Regions from separate parts of the Mus musculus genome. Here all the other regions are linked to region 1. Evidence: chromatin contacts called from public Micro-C and promoter capture Hi-C data. All regions are on one chromosome and are shown on one strand. Each heading gives the region's core, a stretch centred on a gene start, on an enhancer-like site or on the middle of the called end of the contact. The rest is flanking DNA. Distances are from core to core; before and after follow the strand shown. Region 1 holds the start of Nampt (nicotinamide phosphoribosyltransferase). Region 2 holds the start of Gpr22 (G protein-coupled receptor 22). Region 3 holds the start of Twist1 (twist basic helix-loop-helix transcription factor 1).

Region 1 (2,825 bases), core at 237-2,736:
AGAACTTCAATAGTCACCTTTTCCTCTAAAGATTGCTGTGGGATTAAGCCAGTAATATTCCTGCAGACCCTACTCTTGAACTTATCTAGCAATGTCAGTATGCTTACAATGTTAGCATTTTTACATTTTGGGCTTTTTCATTTTTATACAGGGAAAAAAACTGAAAGATTGCAAGATCAAATTTTGTTTTTAGAAAACACTACCGTGAACAAAGACTACTTTGTAATTAGAATCTTATCCCCACCCCCACCTCCACCCCCCACCCACCCCCCACCCCCCGCATAAAACAGCCTAAAATGGCGGTCAATTGTAGATGAATGGATGCTGTAGCTGAGCTCTTGGATCCTTTGAAAGCTGTTTGACTTTTCCTGGAGAAAAGTCTCAACAGTCCTTTGTGTCTTAAGGGGAAGGTTAAATTGAACCCTCTCAGACGATGAAGGGACAAGACCAAACTGAATCTAACATTGTTGAGAAGTCAAAGGCAAAAGGAAGCTACTAACTTGATGCAGTCTGTGCCAGTTTAGTTATACCGATTTCCCCCTGCTACTTGTATTCCATAAAAACAAAACAACAACAAAGCCTAAATCTTAGAATTCTTAAATGCTATTAAACATGCAAAGGGAATTTTAGTTCTATGCAAAACAAATTTGCAACTCTGTATGTGAAAACTGAACAAGAGGACAGGCTCATGGAAGTTGGGTGACGTCATCAGACGTCACTTCGCTTATTTGGGAGGTTACTAGCTCTTTCCCCCACGATTTAATGATTTAAAGGAAAACAAAAAACCAAAAAACAGATCCACTGTATAAGACTTGGCTGTATGCCTTTTACTTCCCAACAATATTAGATTCAATTTGGTCTTGTCCCTACATTGTCTGAGAGGGTTGAATTTAACCTTTCCCTAAGACGCAAAGGCTTTTCTCCAGGAAAAGTCAGCCTTCAAAGGATCAAAGAGCTCAGCTACAGACTGAGCGCGGAGAAAAGCAAGTCCACGCGCCAGGGCAACTCAGACCGCAAGCAGCTCCTCTGATTTTAAAGGAAAATCTAGAGGATCGGAATCCACAAGACGGATGGGGACCAAAGATTCCATCCATCGTCCAAGCGGGAGACAAAGGTAATTCAGCGCGTGCGGGAACAGGGAGACGACAGTGGGTGGCTCCTTGGCCTTAGCTGGTGGCGTGACTCCAACAAGACTCTCAGGACGAGCAGGGACTGGGTAGGACAAGAGGAAGGTCCGGGTTGGGGCGGGCAAAGAGACTCCCGGCAGGAGGGGCGAGGCTGGGAACGCCAAGCCACGCCCCTGCATCAGACCACGCCCCTCAGAGGCAGGCGCCCAGGTCACGCGCTGGGGTGACGGTCGGCTTTAGGCCCGGGGCGGGCGCAGCTGAGGCAGAGCGCGTGCCTCACGTCCTCCTCAGTCCCCCCCGCCCCTGCGCTGCGCACGCGCAGCCGTGCCCCGCCCCTTGTCCCCGGGATGGGCGGGGCGCGGAGCCGCCGGGAAAGCCGCCGGAGCGCGCTGGGCAGGGGAGCGCGCTAGCCTCCACCGCCGCGTCACGGACCTGCCCGCCCTCCCGGCCCCTCCCCGCGCTCCGTTCCCTGCTCTCCCGCCCCCCTGCGAGCGAGCGGTGACTTAAGCAACGGAGCGCAGCGAAGCCCATTTTTCTCCTTGCTCGCAGCCGCGCCGGGCAGCTCGTGGCGCGGCGTCTCCGCTCCGGCCCGAGATGAATGCTGCGGCAGAAGCCGAGTTCAACATCCTGCTGGCCACCGACTCGTACAAGGTGGAGTTGCGATGGGGGGGGGGGGGGGTCTCCGGGCCCGGGGCGGCGGGAGCCGGCGCGGCGGGATGGGGCAGGTGGAGGAGCCGCAACGCGGTGGCTGAAGGATGGAGGCGCGGGCCGGAGGCGGGGCCTACGCCGCGGCGGGGGCGCGGCCGGAGGCTCGGCGGGATGGGCGCACGCTGCAGCTACCGTAGCCGCCGGCGGCCTTGGCTCTGGGACAGGGAGGACTGGATGAGACCGTGGGACGATCGGGCCGGTTAGGTAACAGCCCCTGGCTCGGCAGGTACGGTCCTGCCCCGGGGAGCTCGGGGAGAGGTCCTGGCGGTGTGCCCCTCACCCAGCCAGTGGTCCCAGCGCGGAGGATAACCCGGCCCCGGGAGCCGCGTCTGATTCAGCTGTCCCACTCGGTGGGGTTGCATTTCCAACTCCCTTGCACCTAGGGATCATTCACGTGCCTGCCCCCTGGTTGCAGAGGCCAGTGTGCTCTGGCTCTCCAGGATCAACTACGTGATTTCTGTGAAATGGAAAGTGAAACACCAAGAGTTAAAGGAACTGGAGTTATAACCCTGGAGAATTTGTGGGGAGAGTAAAATGGCACATTGCTTTAAGGTGCCTATTGAGTTGACTCTTGCACTAATTCCATTTGATATGCACCTTAGCCAAGAGAGGAATGATGAAGAAATGCCCGCCCGCCCCCCCCCCCCATACACACTGTGAAATGAACTGCACTGATCTTCAGTTAAGTTTGTTAGCCAAGACGCTTAAAAGATAAAATGTCAGACTAGTAGGACCCTCGCGAGAACAGATTAAATTTTAGCTTTCAAGTTTAGTATTTACTTGAACATCGTGATGGTTTTGAGTAGCGATTTAGGCGTAGTACTCTCGTGGTTTTGTTTTGGTTCTTTGCTTTTTACTTTTTGTAGCCCTGTAATCTGAATGTTTCAGAGTCCCATTTGCTTACATACTAGTTTGTCCTTTTTTTTTTTTTTTTTTTTTTTTTGGTAAACTATTGTAAGTAAGTAATTTTTCATTTTAAAGGGTCCAAGA
Region 2 (2,855 bases), core at 119-2,618, 1.1 Mb before region 1:
TGCAGTCTTCAAATTGTCAGTTGTGTATACTGAATTAGGTGTGGGCCCTTGTGAAAAAGGCAAAAAATGATTAAGGACTAGGTATCCTAATAATTTTGAATTAATCACAAGTTACTTTGGTTAGAGAAATTAATCCATGTAGCATTTGTTCTCAAAATAAGCAAACTGTATTGCTGTAGGCATAGCTATAGTCATAAAATGAAGCTTCTTCAAATAAAATCTCCTTTTCAAAATAGAAATAATACTATGTTACCTGATTGAGCCGCAGAATTAGCATTGAAATATAAACATGAGAAAAACTGTAATTCTGAAATATTCCTCTTCTCTCTTAGAAGCGATTTTGAATGTTCAGAGATTATGAACAGTTAGTATTCAGTAAACATACTACCACGTCCCCCTGGGTAATAAATTTAACATTTCCCGCATGCTGGGAAATATTGCAGCTTGTTTAATTATTAGCACATAGCTTGAACTTTAACTCATTAAACCAGATTCTGTGATAAGACACTATAAATTTCTTTTGATGAATTGCTCATGTGGGTGAAATGTAAATGGTAGTAAAAAAAAATCTTAACTGCATATTAAATAATTTTCAGTAAGCATGCCTAATTATAATCTTAACATAAAACAGCCAGAGAGTCAACTAGCTTCTTATAAGAAATATGAATGTTCTTTTAGCACTTGAGAAAGGCTGTATTATTGACATTAAGAATATTTGGTATATCCGAAGAGACTTAAGAGCTGCTGTTTTTGGAGTTCATTGTAGAGAACAGAACAGAATGGTTTTTTTTAACAGTGCACCCTAAAAATTACATTAAAATACATCATGTGTTAAAAGAAACCAATTTAAAAATTACCTATTTACCAATAAGTAGAAGGAAAACAATCAAACTCTTAAAAATTTAGGCTAAAAATTCCAAAGTAATTTTATTCCACTGTGCTGTTTCAAAAGCACCTATATACTATAATAAGGAACACATCTTACCTCTGCTAAAGAGCTGACGAGTTCCTGATGTAGTTGAAGCATTTCCAGTTTTGATTGATTCATTCTGTTGATTTGAAAGTACAAGGGCTGGGGGAAAAGGGTTATAAAAATCTCTTCCAAGCGACCTTAATGGAAATGTATCTACTGTGCCATTGTTTCAGCAGCCCTGCTAATGTATAGAATATGTAGTGCTGCTTCGGCTGCAGCAGCCTCTCACTCTTCCTACTGTGGAGTCAATAAGCATCTGAAAATGCGTAATGAAAGTAATTTAGCATACTGAAGGCTTCTTGTCTCCTGAGACAGCATTCGGATCCAGGCTTTCTGAAAAGGAAGGGCACTGCTCTGGAGAGGGAAGCCTGCTCCGAGCAGCTTTTGCAGAGTGACAGCCTACCTTGTCGCTTCTCCCCACTGCAGAGAGATGCAGTGCATTCACTAATTTTGATTGGCCAGTTGTATTGGCTTAAACTGCTTCATATGTATGGCAGGGGTGTTCCCCCCCCTCCCCAATGGCTTTATATAAGGATGCTGTTTTAAAAGCCTAAGTTTTTTTAACTGGTTGTTTGTTGCTCTTAAATAGAATATGAGTAAATTAGTCTTTTAAAAATGTGTATTTGGTTCTGGCTTATTGATTCCCAATGCCAAACATTAAGAACATAGTTTTTTTCTTTTTTGTTGTGTTTCTGCTTTTGTTTCGTGTATGTGTGTGTCGAGGAGGTTACATCGTAAAAATAATATATTTTAAGTCTGGGTAACTGGACTGTTAGTAGCTGTGTCTGCTTTGGGTTGAGGTTCTTTGTTCTACAGATAGAAAGCCCTGCATCTTCACAGTGAACCAGGTTTGATTTCAACTAGTTTGTTTGTATCCAAGTCATTTCTTTGTATTTTAAATTGTAATTATTTTATGTTACTTACTGACTTCAGTGTTCATTCACTCAGATATTTCTTCATTTCATTCATTAGTTCATGTTACTGATCACATAGACTAAAGGGGATTATATCACAAAACATTTGTAGCTATTCCATTGCTTGCATAATGGTAGAGTATGTGGACATGGTAATCTTAGTCCTCACTTGTGCTGATATTTTTATGTATATGTGTGTACTGATCATTTTCTATTAATATTTTATCTCACTGGGCTATTTCTGTTTGTAACATGGGCACATTTCTTGGTGGATTGATCTTTCTTAAATATTGTATATGGTGATTACTGATGCTGCTGGCAAATATATGTGGTAAAGAAAATGTATGTATTCTCATAGGCTATAAAGCTAAACTATTTAAGATGAGTGTTAAAAGTAACAAAGGAATGATAAAAATAAAACATTAATTTAAAATTAAATTTCTATCAATTGTTAGTAATTTAAAATACATTTCTGTTCTTGTTAGTGAGGTACATATCTTTTTAGGCGGAAAAATATGTAGTAGCCAGATTATTTTTTAGATTACATTTCTGTATATATGTGTGTGCATCTGCCCTGATGCACATATCATGGTCAGAGGACACCTTGTAGGAATTGGTTCTTTCTTTCCATCACTTGGATTCTGGGGCAGGAACTCAGACATTAGACTATTTTCTTAATGTTTGGCATTGGGAATCAATGAGCCAGAACGAAATACACATTTTTAAAAGACTAATTACCCATTGAGCCAAAAAGGAACATGGTACTGATGGCTATGTTATTAGCATATTAATCATGACTTATTTCCAGTTTTAGGAATAGTGTTGAGTTTTCAAAGTGTTGTATCCTAGATTTTTAAAAATTTGTCACTAGAATTAATTTTTTTATAATTTTGAAAAGTAATATGCACTGTTTAAATCTTTTATGGCTAGTATTGAAGTTTTATTGGGGAATAGCTGATGAGTACATG
Region 3 (2,862 bases), core at 165-2,664, 1.1 Mb after region 1:
TCGAGACGCTCACCTCCACGCCCGCAAACTCTGCCCCTGAAACTCTGGCTACTTCCTCCGGACCCAGAATTGCCTTTCTGAGTAAGAGATCACCTTGTACCGGCTCCCTAAATCCCCATCCTACTTAAAAAACAGAAATAAATAAATAAAACATATTTAAAAAATGTAAAGAGCCCTGCAATCACTGGCTTCCATAGCCACTCTCCTTCTTGCTCATTAACCTCTCTGCTTCCACTTTTCCAGAATCCTTTTTGGGGTTTCAAGGTATTTGGTAAAAAAAAAAAAAAAAAAAAAAACAAAACAAAAAAAAAAAAACAAAAAAAACCGCTTGCAATCAACCAACATGGCTGAGTGCATTTGAGGCACCGGGAGCATAACTACTCACAAGATCTCCTAGGAAGACGAGAATATTGATCCCCCACCTTAAATGTATGGACTACCCAAGGTTAGCATGCAGGGCTTAATTTGGAGTTAGCGGACATGAAATGTTCTCAAGGTTCTCCTCCACCTAGGGCTGGCAGCGTGGAGCACCAAGGCTGCTCTATCTTTCCCTAGCTTTGCTCCCTTCAAAAGAACAAGGCTTTTCTCTGTAAAAGAATGAACTCCAGCCTAGGTCCAGCACCTTTGGAAGCACAGTCCTCTGAGAGCAGGGAAACTTTAGATTGGGTCACCGTAGCAGGAAAGGAGAGCCCAGACGTTTCTCCGGGAGGGGTGACACGGCAGGCCAGGGCGCAGATCCATAGCGCCCACGATGTGGCCACGTCTTGAGAACCGCCCTCGACCACAGGGCCAGGCAGCCGCGGGGAATCCCTTGGGACTAGAGGTTTCCGACTAGAGGTTTCCTCTACCTGACCGTTAGATGGACTCGGTTGTTGAAACTTTTCTTGCCTCGCAGCCCGGGCCCGAGCCACCCCCAAAGGGCCCGGAGAACTCCGAGGGATCCCAGGCGGGATGGGACATCACCCAGAGCGTCGAAGCCGCTTGCCACTACTGCTGTCACAGCCACTTGGGGAGGGGGAGACTGCAACAGCGACCCAGACAGTCCCCTGTTTGCGGTGCTGTGCTCGGGTGCGGGGGCGCTGGGCGCGCTCTGGCGCGGAAGGAAATCGCCCCGCGTCCTCCCCGAAGCGGAGGGGGAGAGCTGGGGGGGGGAGAGGGAGGGGAGAGGCGGGCGCAGGGGCTGGCCGCTCGGGCCAGGTCGGTTTTGAATGGTTCGCAGGACGAATTGTTAGACCCCGAGCAAGGGGGGAGGGGGCGAGGGAGGGGGGCTGGAAAGAGGAAACTTTCCTATAAAACTTCGAAAAGTCCCTCCTCCCCACGTCAGGCCAATGACACCGCTGCCCCCAAACTTTCCGCCCGCACGGAGGTATAAGAGCCGCCAAGTCCACAGCCCGCGCCCAACTCTCAGACACCTCGCGGGCTCGCCAGCACCGGCACCGGCTGCGCCAGGCCGGAACGGGGCGCGCTTGCGGCCGTCGGGCGCCTTCTTTTTGGACCTCGGGGCCCTCCACACCGTCCCCTCCCCCGCCCGCCTCCCTCCCCGCCTCCAGCGCCCTCCCCGCGGAGGTCCCCCCACCCCCATCCCGCCTCCCTGCGTCCTCCGGGCCGCACCGCCCGGGCCGGCGCCGAGCGCGGGGAAGCTGGCGGGCTAGGGCGCCCCGCTCCTCTGCTCTACCCTCCCCCGTCCCGGCTCCGCGAGGCCGCACGTCGCCGCCCGCGAGATGATGCAGGACGTGTCCAGCTCGCCAGTCTCTCCGGCCGACGACAGCCTGAGCAACAGCGAGGAGGAGCCGGACCGGCAGCAGCCGGCGAGCGGCAAGCGCGGGGCTCGCAAGAGACGCAGCAGTCGGCGCAGCGCGGGCGGCAGCGCGGGGCCCGGCGGGGCCACGGGCGGGGGCATCGGAGGCGGCGACGAGCCAGGCAGCCCGGCCCAGGGCAAGCGCGGCAAGAAATCTGCGGGCGGAGGCGGCGGCGGCGGCGCGGGCGGAGGTGGTGGCGGCGGCGGCGGCAGCAGCAGCGGGGGCGGGAGCCCGCAGTCGTACGAGGAGCTGCAGACCCAGCGGGTCATGGCTAACGTGCGGGAGCGCCAGCGCACGCAGTCGCTGAACGAGGCGTTCGCCGCCCTGCGCAAGATCATCCCCACGCTGCCCTCGGACAAGCTGAGCAAGATTCAGACCCTCAAACTGGCGGCCAGGTACATCGACTTCCTGTACCAGGTCCTGCAGAGCGACGAGCTGGACTCCAAGATGGCAAGCTGCAGCTATGTGGCCCACGAGCGGCTCAGCTACGCCTTCTCCGTCTGGAGGATGGAGGGGGCCTGGTCCATGTCCGCGTCCCACTAGCAGCGGAGCTCCCCACCCCCTCTGCAGGCCGGAGACCTAGGTAAGGACCGGCTCCAGGGATCGATCGGGCCAGGCCGCGGGTCCCCTGTTCACCTCGCCACCGTGCTGGGTATCCCCCCCCCATCCCCCTCCACTCTCCTCGCTGCCCTCCACCTAGCCAGGCACCGCCACCTCATTCCACCCGCATCCCTGGCAAGCAGTTCAGTCCCCACAGGGGAAACAGGTCCTAGGGTCGGGGAGAACCAGTGTGCCCAGGAGAGGTGTATGTGTGTGTGCGCGTGCGGGGGTGTGCATGACAGAAGATTGAGAAAGTCAAGCATAGGGGCCTTGTGCCCAAAACGCCATCCCCCAAACCCCTTTCTTTCTTCTTTAAAATTCCCTTCTTAAAACAACTGTTTCCAAATTCCACCCCCTCCTTTCCGCCCACCCACTTCCTCTTGCCCTTGGGCTGAAATCCTTCCAGGTTGTTCAGCGAAAATTCTCGCTGGTAGTGATAACAGGGCTTAGCGGTCATAGAAAA

The links. Promoter capture Hi-C pulls out the DNA fragments that hold promoters and counts their contacts. Hi-C and Micro-C count contacts between places; a contact is called where the count stands out from the background.
Region 2: a promoter capture Hi-C map of liver shows a contact between it and region 1, with 2.4 times the contacts expected there. The contact joins the promoter of Gpr22 here to the promoter of Nampt in region 1. A contact is called at or near these places in 2 of 39 promoter capture datasets (liver and pre-B cells).
Region 3: a contact with region 1 is called in a Micro-C map of embryonic stem cells, with 11 times the contacts expected there. The contact joins the promoter of Twist1 here to the promoter of Nampt in region 1. A contact is called at or near these places in 2 of 39 promoter capture datasets (embryonic stem cells and hippocampal neurons), 2 of 484 Hi-C or Micro-C datasets (embryonic stem cells and uterus) and 1 of 115 datasets of contacts at active chromatin or transcription factors (astrocytes).

The regions. Positions count from the first base shown.
Region 1 is chr12:32,818,849-32,821,673 of GRCm38.p6, forward strand. Nampt (nicotinamide phosphoribosyltransferase) reads left to right here and starts at 1,487. Exons shown (of 11, transcript NM_021524.2): 1 at 1,487-1,778. The coding sequence starts at 1,722.
Region 2 is chr12:31,712,515-31,715,369 of GRCm38.p6, forward strand. Gpr22 (G protein-coupled receptor 22) reads right to left here and starts at 1,369. Exons shown (of 3, transcript NM_175191.5): 1 at 986-1,369; 2 at 1-47. The region is part of intron 6 of Cog5 (component of oligomeric golgi complex 5); the gene reads left to right.
Region 3 is chr12:33,956,257-33,959,118 of GRCm38.p6, forward strand. Twist1 (twist basic helix-loop-helix transcription factor 1) reads left to right here and starts at 1,415. Exons shown (of 2, transcript NM_011658.2): 1 at 1,415-2,382. The coding sequence starts at 1,722. The coding sequence ends at 2,342.